2 separate regions of the Arachis hypogaea genome follow, and region 2 is linked to region 1. Evidence: chromatin contacts called from public Hi-C data. All regions are on one chromosome and are shown on one strand. Each heading gives the region's core, a stretch centred on a gene start, on an enhancer-like site or on the middle of the called end of the contact. The rest is flanking DNA. Distances are from core to core; before and after follow the strand shown. Region 1 holds the start of LOC112734104 (cytochrome B5). Region 2 has its middle 9.7 kb from the start of LOC112734124.

The links. A called contact is a pair of places that touch in the nucleus more often than the background predicts.
Region 2: a Hi-C map of an unstated tissue shows a contact between it and region 1, with 8 times the contacts expected there. The contact joins the enhancer-like site here to the promoter of LOC112734104 in region 1. A contact is called at or near these places in 4 of 8 Hi-C or Micro-C datasets (leaf and an unstated tissue).

The regions. Positions count from the first base shown.
Region 1 is chr2:4,836,661-4,842,154 of arahy.Tifrunner.gnm2.J5K5, reverse strand. It overlaps LOC112734104 (cytochrome B5), which reads right to left and starts at 2,439. Exons shown (of 4, transcript XM_025783313.3): 1 at 2,245-2,439; 2 at 1,968-2,071; 3 at 119-185. The coding sequence starts at 2,048.
Region 2 is chr2:4,909,478-4,914,852 of arahy.Tifrunner.gnm2.J5K5, reverse strand. No RefSeq gene overlaps it. Among protein-coding and RNA genes, the nearest start is that of LOC112734124, 9.7 kb to the left of the region's middle. Within about 2 kb of position 4,087, at least 1 of the 3 cell types and tissues checked has open chromatin away from gene starts, as enhancers often do.

The DNA of each region.
Region 1 (5,494 bases), core at 1,190-3,689:
AAAAGTTGAAGTATTTTTAACCATCACAGGCTTTCATTTTCTGTCATCATCATAACAAGTAGATAAGAACAGAGTTTTTTAGTCGAAAATCGCTGATGGAGAAAGAGAATCTAATTACCTGTTGATGTTAGCAAAACTTCGTCGCCTCCTGGATGGTCATCCAAAAATGGGGTAACATCATATGCCTGATACAATGATATGCATGTTATAATTTTCCATACCATCATTTTCTTAAATCTAGCATTTTTCTTTCCATGGAAATCATCTAATGTTAGATAGTGTATCTAAAAAGATAGTGATCAAAGTTTTCATGGCATCAAAGGACATTAACATGATGTTGCACAGCATATGCATATAAGGTATTGAAGCATAATTGATTAGTCAATTCACATTCAAATATTTCCATCATCGATGTTCTTAGATAGTCGTGTTTATATGAATTCATAAGCCAACAGTTTCACAGTCCCCCAATTAGTATGTGATGAAGATCAAACTAGAACATGAAGAATCTTTGTGGACAAACTGAGGGAGATTCTCAAACAAGAAAATCTTGATAGTTATGAACACACAATTCTAATGGTTAGCATGTTGAATTGTAGTTCAAATACTCTCTTCCATCTTACATTAGTTTCCTATCTTTTCAGGACATCCCTCAATTTTCTTTCCCCCTTCAAGCTAATTAATATTCAACACCAAGGGCATGAAACTTGAGAGTTAACATAATCTTGTGGAGTTTAAGTAAACTTGAATAGCAAATTGGGGACCTAAATTTGACGTGATTCGAGTTAATTCCAGCATTTATAGCCTTATTCAACATACTACAGTTAAGGCAATATCTATAATGAGCAGTGTTGGTTGTGTTCAAACCCAGATAGCAAATGCCATATAGTTTTACAAAGCATTTCAACTCGGTAAGTAAGTGCATAAATATAAAGAATTTAACTACAATGCACTGACAATATAATTAGATGCTTGTGTAAAACTTTTAAGATAATAGAAAGTTAAGTCAAAGTGTCAAACACTCTTCCTGATGTATCAATACATTTTATTTTATTTTTCAATAAGTGAATGCCCAAACAAAATAGAAGAACATCAAGGAAAATACAGCATGAGTCTAACTACCCCACAGCTTGAATTCGACTATACTACGTGTACACCAAAATTAGCCATCAAATACATGTTGAAATACAAATCCACATTGAAAATAAATTAAACTACACATATATCTATACACAAACACATTGGTGGCTGATTTTAGTAGCTGATTTTGGTGTACGAATAACATTTTTGGTTTGGAATTACATGACCATATCACAGACCAAACATTACACACAGGTAAGTACTATGCAGTTTTGCTATATATAACAATACCAACATGCACAAGCTTATGAATAGCCCTCAGAGATATCCCTCTTCCCCATCCCTTTTTGACTTCTAGAACCTTCCAATATACATCTATAGGAACCCTATTTTTCAATAAACAATTTCTTAAAATTATTCCTAGTGAATGGAAGTGCTCCAAAAGCAGTTAGAAACCACAGATCAGAGCAAAACAATTTCTCAGTAAATTTACTATCTTTCTTGTAATTCTAAGAGAATCAAAGGCATAGTTACAAAACTAGTAAAATAGTTAGGTTGTACACTGAAAGAGACTAATCCCCTTTCCCTTTGATGCTCTCTCAATTAGTATTCTCTCCAGTGGTAAAACCCAGAACCTAATATTTCTAGAGATGGCAATCCAGTGTTCCTATAATTCTAGAAATGCCAAATTAACCCAATCATATTGCAATTCAATCCTTGCAAACAGTAAAAATTGTTTTTTTTAATCCTCAAACACATACGAATCAGATATATGTATTCATCTTATTAGAAGCATAGATGAGTACAAATCAGATCCAACCCAAAATCTACAACAGATCAATGTAGAACAACAGATCAAGAATAAGAAGTAATTGTCAAAAGTTTACCTTTCCATTGATTATAAGCCAGCAATCATTCTTGTGATTGTGCTTAGCCACATCTTCAAAAGTAAAAATCTTTGAACTCATGTTGCTTCTGTTACTTCTTCTGACTGTTCACATACAATTCCAAACACACCTCACTTCAAAATTATTCATAAAACCCAGTCCATAATAGAGAAAAATAATTTCCAATACTAGAAGATATCAAGAAAAATATCATTCAGAGTACTTCTTCATTTTTATATTTTAAATGGACAAGAAGAGTTTGAAAGAAATGTCTTACATTGAGATGAGTGATGACAATTGACAGAAAAAAGTGGATGAGTCAGGCACTTTACCAAGTATTGTGTTTTTATTTTCTAGTGAGATGAGTTAAGAGTTATGACTTATGAGTTATGTCTATATAACTTGGGAGAATCTTATATATTTTTATATTTTTTAATAAAATCTAAATTTTAATTGGTTATAAGAGTTGTATGCACCTCGTTTTTAACGAGATATTAAAATATAGGTGAGTTACCTTCTTTGAAATTAAAGTTCATTAAATAAAATGACTCACTAAGTAGTATTATTAATTACAAATGAATCATACACATTAATTAAAGGTGAGATTTAGCTATCTTGTATAAAAAAATAATTTTTTAAGTTTTAAATAGCTTATTCTTAAACAATTTTTATTAGGTAATCATTTTTATTAAGTAAAAAATGTTGCACTCTTTATCAATTAAATTTAAAAAAAATATAGGCAGTGACGGACTTAAAAAATTTATATTGGGAAAAAAATAATATACATTATTATCAAAAGATATATTAATCTAAATTCAAAAAAATAAAAGTGCACATTAATTATTCGAATAAAAAAAATAAAAAAATTACATATAATAAAATAGAACGAAAGATATTTTTTAAAATATTTTTTTATTATTATTTCTATAAATAAAAAATATATATTCTAAATTTGTAAATTGATCAATTGACTTTAGAAATTTATATGCAACATAATTACATATACTAAAATAGAACGAAAGATAAACAAATAAATAATAAGGATCACTAAATTGAGAATAAAATAAAATATATAAATTTATAAAAAAATAAAAAATTAGATTAATACCTAAAATATAATTACTTGAATTATAATTTGTAATTGAAATTATCAAAAAAGAAAAATAATGAAATTGAAAGATATATAGAGTCATAAAGAGTTATATTAAAAAATAGAGAATTTAAAATTTACTTTTTGATGAAGAAAAAATGACCACTAAAAAAAATAGAAAAAGAAGGTTGAAACTAAGAAGAGGATTTAAGAAAATAAAAGAGTGATGACAGCTGGGATTTGAGAATGAGAGAAGACTAAATTTGATTAAGTTAATTAATAGTCAAAATGATAGAAAGATAAAGTGAATTTGAGATTTTAAATAATTGGGATAAATTTATTTGTAATAAAATCATTTAAAATTTAAAATTGAGGCATATTATATATGTATATATTTAAAAAAAAAAACAGTGGGAACAAATGCCCCTAATAACCATCTGGTTCGTCCCTGTGTATAGGAGAACAACACTTTTTCTCAAAGACATAAATAATAAGTTAAAAAAGAAAAATTAATTTTAATTTTAAAAATTAAATTTTGAATTAATTAGGTTTAATAATAATTTTGAATTTTTTTAAATTTTTGTCGTAACCACTCTCTCGCAATTCTGTGCCACTGCCGTCGCTGCTGTATCGTGACTCCGGTGTCTCTCACAGTTGCTGTCTCGTTACTTATTTTTTATCAACTAAATCGGATGTTCATTTTACTATCTATACGGATGGTTCTTTTCGTTTTAAAATGGATATTTATTTGGGTATACCATTGTTATTTTACTGGATTTGCTTGATTCTGCATGCACATGCTCCGTAGAATATTCATTTTACTATTTATGCGGATGGTTCTTTTAACTAGGATGTGAATGTTTATTTGTGTCGTACCATTTGAGTGAAACAAGACGAAGACGAAATAGAGATGCGTCGCGTCGTCGCGGTACAGCTGTATGATGGGCGCCCTTCTTCCTTGGCAGGAATGTGCATCGCAGATAGTAGTAGAGCAGTGTAGTTGTGCGTGGCGTAGTGGGGTGATTGGCGGCCTTCTCACTCGTCATAAATGCGTGGTTGTTGGGAAAAGATGCACAGTTCCGCTGTGGAGAGCAAAGACAGAGGTAGCAATGGCACTTTGCAGGCTTTAGGGGAGATGGAGATGCAATGGTGCGGCGTGGAAGAGAGGCGACGATGCGGCGTGGAAAGACAGCAGTGCGGCGTGGAGCAGCGACAGAACAACGTCTTTGTTCTAGGCGAGGTGGCAATGACGGCACACTGCAGCTTCTTGACTGACAAAGGTGGACAGTGTTTCAGAGGAGGTGGCGATAGGAGGCTGAAGTGAAAATAGGGTTTAGAATTTGGTGTGGGTGAAAATAGGTAATAAAAAAGGTGAAATGTAAAAGTGAAATTGGATTGGAATATTTTTTCTTAGTTATTGGACCTAGAAGTACAGTCTGTTGTTCATGTTGTTTATCCCTCCCATTGTCTACTTAGCAAAATTTTATCATTAAAATCACTCAAAGTTATGGATTGAATAACTCTCAATCTTGGGTATTACATCACCTTCACATACTCATACACATATTTAAGAATTTTATCAACTACTCCACCATTGTTAGAATTCAAATTCGAATTAACATATTAAAAGACAATATATATTTTTTTTGTTTCCTACGGTATCCCCTAATCCGGCAAGTCAAGGACTAATCGGTTGCGGTACTGAGCTTCATTTAAGGGTTTGTCGCTGGCCAATGGATTGCTGCATGCACAAGACGGGATTCGAACCCCCGACACTTGCTTAAGCGGACTAGTGAGCTAATCACTTAACCAACCCAACTTAGTTAAAAGACAATATATTTAATCACTCAATTTTTTTTTTTGGTCAAAAATCACTCAATTAAAACATCAGTTACAAGATGGTTGTTTTTTATTTTTGGGCTTGCAAGTTGGTTGTCTAAAACACATGATAGGAAAACTTTGTTTTGATCAGGACGTGACCCGTTAATGTAAATGAGGTTTTTGTGCGTGTAAAGATTATTGCTAGCCGTCCATGCCTTAGCCTTGTTACAAGCTGATTATTTTGGAGATGCTTCATTTTTTTAAGTCTTATTGGGCCTTTGATGGATCTACTCTTAGGCCCAAACTATTAAAAATCTGTTAAAATTGTAATATAATGTTCAAACAGTGTGTAACAGTGTGTAAAATACTTATTCTTTTACCAGAGTCATCTACATGGCAATTTGGCAACAGTGTGTAAAATATTTTCACCTCCTTTCACTTTGGAATTTTTTGTTTTCCTCTCTGTTTTTACTTTTTAGTTTCCCTATCCGATTATTCTATTCTTCTGATAAGACAAACATTAAGTAACAATCTTGTAGGTACTCACATCACATAGCAGGCATAAAAAAATAATAATATGTGATTTATTGATTTATTGTGATGAACAATTAAGATT
Region 2 (5,375 bases), core at 2,838-5,337, 71 kb before region 1:
TATTATATCATGTTAGCACTTCTTTTTTTTTAATTTAAATTAATAAAAAAATTATATAAATAATTATATCTCTAATATTAAATAAAAAAAATCTTATTCCAAAAGTGTTTTGAATTAACAAATTTTATGTTGTATGCACAAAAAAAAAGGGTTAATAAGATGGATTATGATACCATGTTGTATATATGTAGTGCTTCCAATGGGTTAAATACAATATATGTATGTATATAACATTGAAAAGGAACAAAACCTGATATTGCCAACCTAATAATTTGTACAAATAATAAGAATGTCTTGTTGTCGTTTTATTATTTTTTCGCTATTGCTTTCAAACAGTTCCCCTAAGTTTGGTCTTTGTCTAGTTCCTCCACATTTGGACAACTTAAATAATCATTAGTCATGTACGTGTATAATATATGTGGCCAAAAATTTGTGATAGTCATAGGACTAATCGTAAAATAATGGGTTCATATTTATCATCATAGTGAAGACTTTTTAATTTCATGATGAACCTACTCTTATGTATGTTGAAAGGAAATTATTATTGCATGTAATTAAGGTAGCTAGATAGTAAGGAATAATAAGTAAAAAAGATGATTTGTTAGAGAGTTTGATACGTGTATATTGAGAAGTTGATATGATTATGGTTTTGATATTTTTAAAAGTTTGGCTAAGGATGGAGAAAAATAGAGGCTAATCCTTATTAGAGGTAGAGGGGGAATTAAGGAACATATATGTATAGATACATCAAAAAGGAATGAATCTAATTATGTTTTGTTGATGAAAAAGTAATTAGAAATATGTTTGGTCATATTATTATGTATTGTTTATAATATTAGCTTTTGAAATTTTTTTTAATAGTATATCAAACATATAATTATTTATATATTTTTTTCTTTATTTTTAGTTAGAATATTAATTTTATATTACTGTGTTTAATTTTTTTTTAAATAGACAAAAAATAAATGAAATGAATGTTAGATATAATATTAGATTTCATATATTTTTTATCTATTAATTTAAATTTTTAGAATAAGTACTTTTATAAAAATAGAAATCAAAATATACTTGGGAGTAATTTAAATATTTTTGGATGAAACAATTTTTTTTTTGTTTGAGCGTCTTGTCTAGTATATTTTTTTGGAAGAACAAAAATATAATTGTTCCAGGCCGGCCTGCCTGAGGCAGCGCCCTGGTCTGAGTGGCCGATCTGGTGAATTGCTGATAACCAATCTAAGAAAAACATCCGGACATTTTCTCTCCTCCAACAAGGTTCATGATAGTTGGGAGGAGAAATTTTTTTGAAAAGTACAATTATCCTGTGGGACCCGTCCTAAGACACAGGGTATATAAGGTAGGAGAGGGTCTTACCCCTCCTCAGAGATACGTCACTATCTACCCACCTATTCTGCCATTTGTACAGATTCTAACTTGAGCGTCGGAGTCCTCTTTGCAGGTGGCTCCCCCTCTACACCGCAACAGTTCGAAAGATCGCGAGGCTCCAGTCCATCACCTTTCGACACCGACTCGGGAGATCCGCTTGTCCACCGGCAGCCAGGTCCATATTTCTCCACATCTTGCTCACCTTACCAACTCGACCCATTTGGCACGCGAACAACCGAACAATAATAAAAATTATATATCAAACAAATTATTACTCATCATATTTATATTTATACTTCAAATACAATTTTTTTCAAAAACAATATCTTGGAACGGTAAAGTGGAAAAAATTGAGCACTTTATATCTCCATTATTTTATCTATATATGTTAATATATACCAAAAAAAATCTATATAAAATAAAAGAGGAAGGAAATTTGTAAAAAATCTATATAAAATAAAAGAGGAAGGAAATTTGTTTTTATTTTTTACTTTGTTTTCATAAAAAAAAATAATGAACATATAAAAATTGAAAGAGAACATTTCTAAATTAGGCAAAGAACATAGAAAAATGCAAGAATATGATGTTAACATAACAAAATAGTTGAGTATATACTCCCTGATAAACTAATTGTAGTATAATAATATATAAAAATAATCCCACAGAATAATATCTTACATGACTCCAATTCAATATATATATATATATATAATCATGTAGGACACAAGACCACCTATGATAGGAGGACATATCAAACTTCTATATACTAGAACATTCAAGCCAAAGAGATTTTATATTAAATTATTTTTTATATTCTTCTTGTTTCAAAGACTATACTAGAAATAGCAATAGGCCGAGGATCAAAATTAAAACAAAGTCCAGGCTGTTCTTTCCTTTTCCTGTTGGTCTTCTTAGATTCTTTGTTCTTTTGTTGCAAATTACTGTTCTATGTTGCAATCAACTTCGACGTAATATAAAGTATTTGTTTTATAATATAGTAAAGTATTCATACTTTTAATTAATTAATTAATTATATCATTTTATATAATTTGTAATATCATACTAGCGAAAATAAAAGTAATTATTTAAATCGATCTTTTAAATTTTTAAATTCAAATACTTTAGTCTTTTAGGCTTTGAAATACTAAGGGTTTGTTTTAGAAGCTTCAAAAGTAATTTTTTGAATTTTTGATTTATGAAAAATAATAGTATTAATGTCTGGTATGCTGACAAAACCAAATTGCAGCTTTTTAAGAAGTTATTTAAAAACTTAAAAAACAAAATTGCAGCTTTCTAAGAAGTTATTTAAAAGTTTATAGAGAAGTTAAAAAAAATTACTTCTCTCATATTAAAAAACTTTTATCACATTTCTTTTAAAATAAGCACTTTTAAAATTAAAAATTCAAATACAAAATAACTTATTTATAATTAACTTTTAATATAGTCATTTATTATTTAAACTATTTTTTTTAAAAACGCTTAATTAAGCAACTTTTTCAAACTGAGCCTAAAAATAATTCTTAATATTTATTTTTGTTAGACAATACACTTCTTTTTCATTAGTCACCCAATATAAAACGTTAACTCGATCACACACGTAGTCATCAAGTGTCTACTTATTTAAATTGAACAACTTAGTTCTTAAAGAATAAAAAAAATCTGAACAGTCCTTAAAAATTTTTAAAAATTATAAAATAACTTTTTAAATATTTTTAATTTTTTTCAAAATAAACATAAAAAATATTCCTAAGTGAAAATATAATTAGTAACTACTTTTATTCAATAACTGGATTTACTTTTTCACATTTTTTTCTTCTATTTTTGTTGTCTTGCATCAAATGTAGGTTGAGCGATTTAGGCAATATAAGGCCATATAAGTCTCCACCAATAGAATAAGATAGAAGGCTCTTGAAAGGATGAAATGTGTCTACAAGGTTTGGAGACTTATAAATCAATAGTAAAACTTGTTCACAAAATTATTTGGTGTCTTTTTTTTAAGAAAAAACCTATAAGTCTATCGAAAAAGTTCTACTACACTTTTCCCTTGAAGAAATTTTTTTATTGGTTAATATTAGAGAAAAAAATTTAAAAGGTATGGCTCTAATATTATCTTTTTGTTTGTGTTAGGTATAGTTCTATTTCTAAGACAAAAGCCCGTTAGCCCCTTTTTTTTGTTAGTTAGCTTACACCCTATATATTTACTAGAGTATATATTTAAATAGATTTTTAAAAAATTGTGTCAAAAATGTTTTTGTTTTTAAATTTTTTTTATTATATTAAGATTTTTAAACTTTATAAAAATAAGACAAAAATTCTTATATTATTTAAATTTGTTGTTTTTATTTAGACAAATAAATTTTTAAAAATATAATAAAAAAATTATATATCTTACTTTTGTAAAATATATAAATCTCAATGTAATAAAAAATATTTTGGGCGAAACTTTTTAAGACCTATTTTACGGTATCTTTGCTTGCTTATCTTCAATATATATATATATATATATATATATATATATATATATATAATGTGCTTATCCTCAATTTGTTTGGTTCTTTAGCCCTGTTTAAGTTGGCTGGACCAAGAAAAAACAAATATCATGGAAGTAAAATCATAAAATATGGGCCAAATAAGTTCAACCCAATCAAGATCATAATGGGCTCACAAAAAAAGAGGAATAATATTTTTTGGACTAGGGAATCATCTTTTTTAAAGTTTGGCTGTGGCTGAAAAGGGAGTCTGATCATGGACCAAAAATAAAACAGTAGGAGCAATATTGGACCAAAATCCGTTAAAAAAAAACCAAAACAAAAACCAACGATTAGGGTTTTCCGTTTTTTTTTTTTAATATTAATCAACGATTTTTTGAAAAAAAAAAAGGGTGACACCATGTCCATGTTTCCATCATAAAATAAAATATTATAGTCGTATAATTATGATTATAACTAGTGATTCTAAAAAATTTTGACACAAAATAATATAATATGGCAACAAAATAAATTTCATAACAAATAAAAAAGTCAAATTTAATAACACAATGAAGACAAATAAATTTTAGTAGGAGAATATTTAACATAAATCTGTCTCTAGTTGTAACTTCTTGTTAGAGATAGACACTAAAAAACCATGAGGCTTAATTTAATTACTTTATCATGAAACTTCCATAGCAAAAGACTTAGTCACTACAATGGAAGGTGAATTTCCTAATCTTGATCAACAATGAGAAGCAATAATAACCATGACCAAATCTAAATTCACTAACATGGTGATAGTGTATAAGACTTTTGTACATATGCAATTGAATTAAAAGTTGACTTTTGGGCTTATGATGATTAGGCCTATAACCAAGCTACAAACTTTGAGAAAAAGATGGAACAACTTGTTGAATCTGAAAATTTTAGGGTACACTTTTTTAGGCCTCCACTAATGGTGATTCACCAATTTGGGCTTATCATCCTCATTCTTTGTGGATGCTATGATTCTCTCTATAGCTGAAATGTTATGATGCTGCCTCAAATCAATAACCGTAGACAAAAAACTAGATATTATAAAATATCAGAAAAATATTATCCGCACCCTAAAAATTAATCATTAAATTAATTACCGTATATTTATGTATAAATATATATTTTTATATTTTAATTTATATTTTATATTAATATTTAATTTAGTAATTAATTTTTTGTATATACATAATATATATAATTAATAAAAATATATTAAAAATACAATATATATGCGTGTGTATAATGACTACTAATAATGATTAATTTATAGTGTATATATAGTATAATATTGTTTTTTTTTAAACAAATTACATTCTTATCATAAAATATTTGTATCCTATCAAAAAAAAGTTTTAATTGTGTGATTTTGGTACTCCATTATAATTTTCATCACCGAGATCTTATCATATTAAAATAAAGAAGCAAAAAGAAAGACGAAGAGTATTATACAATGCTATAAAAAGAAAAAAGATAAAAGATAAATTG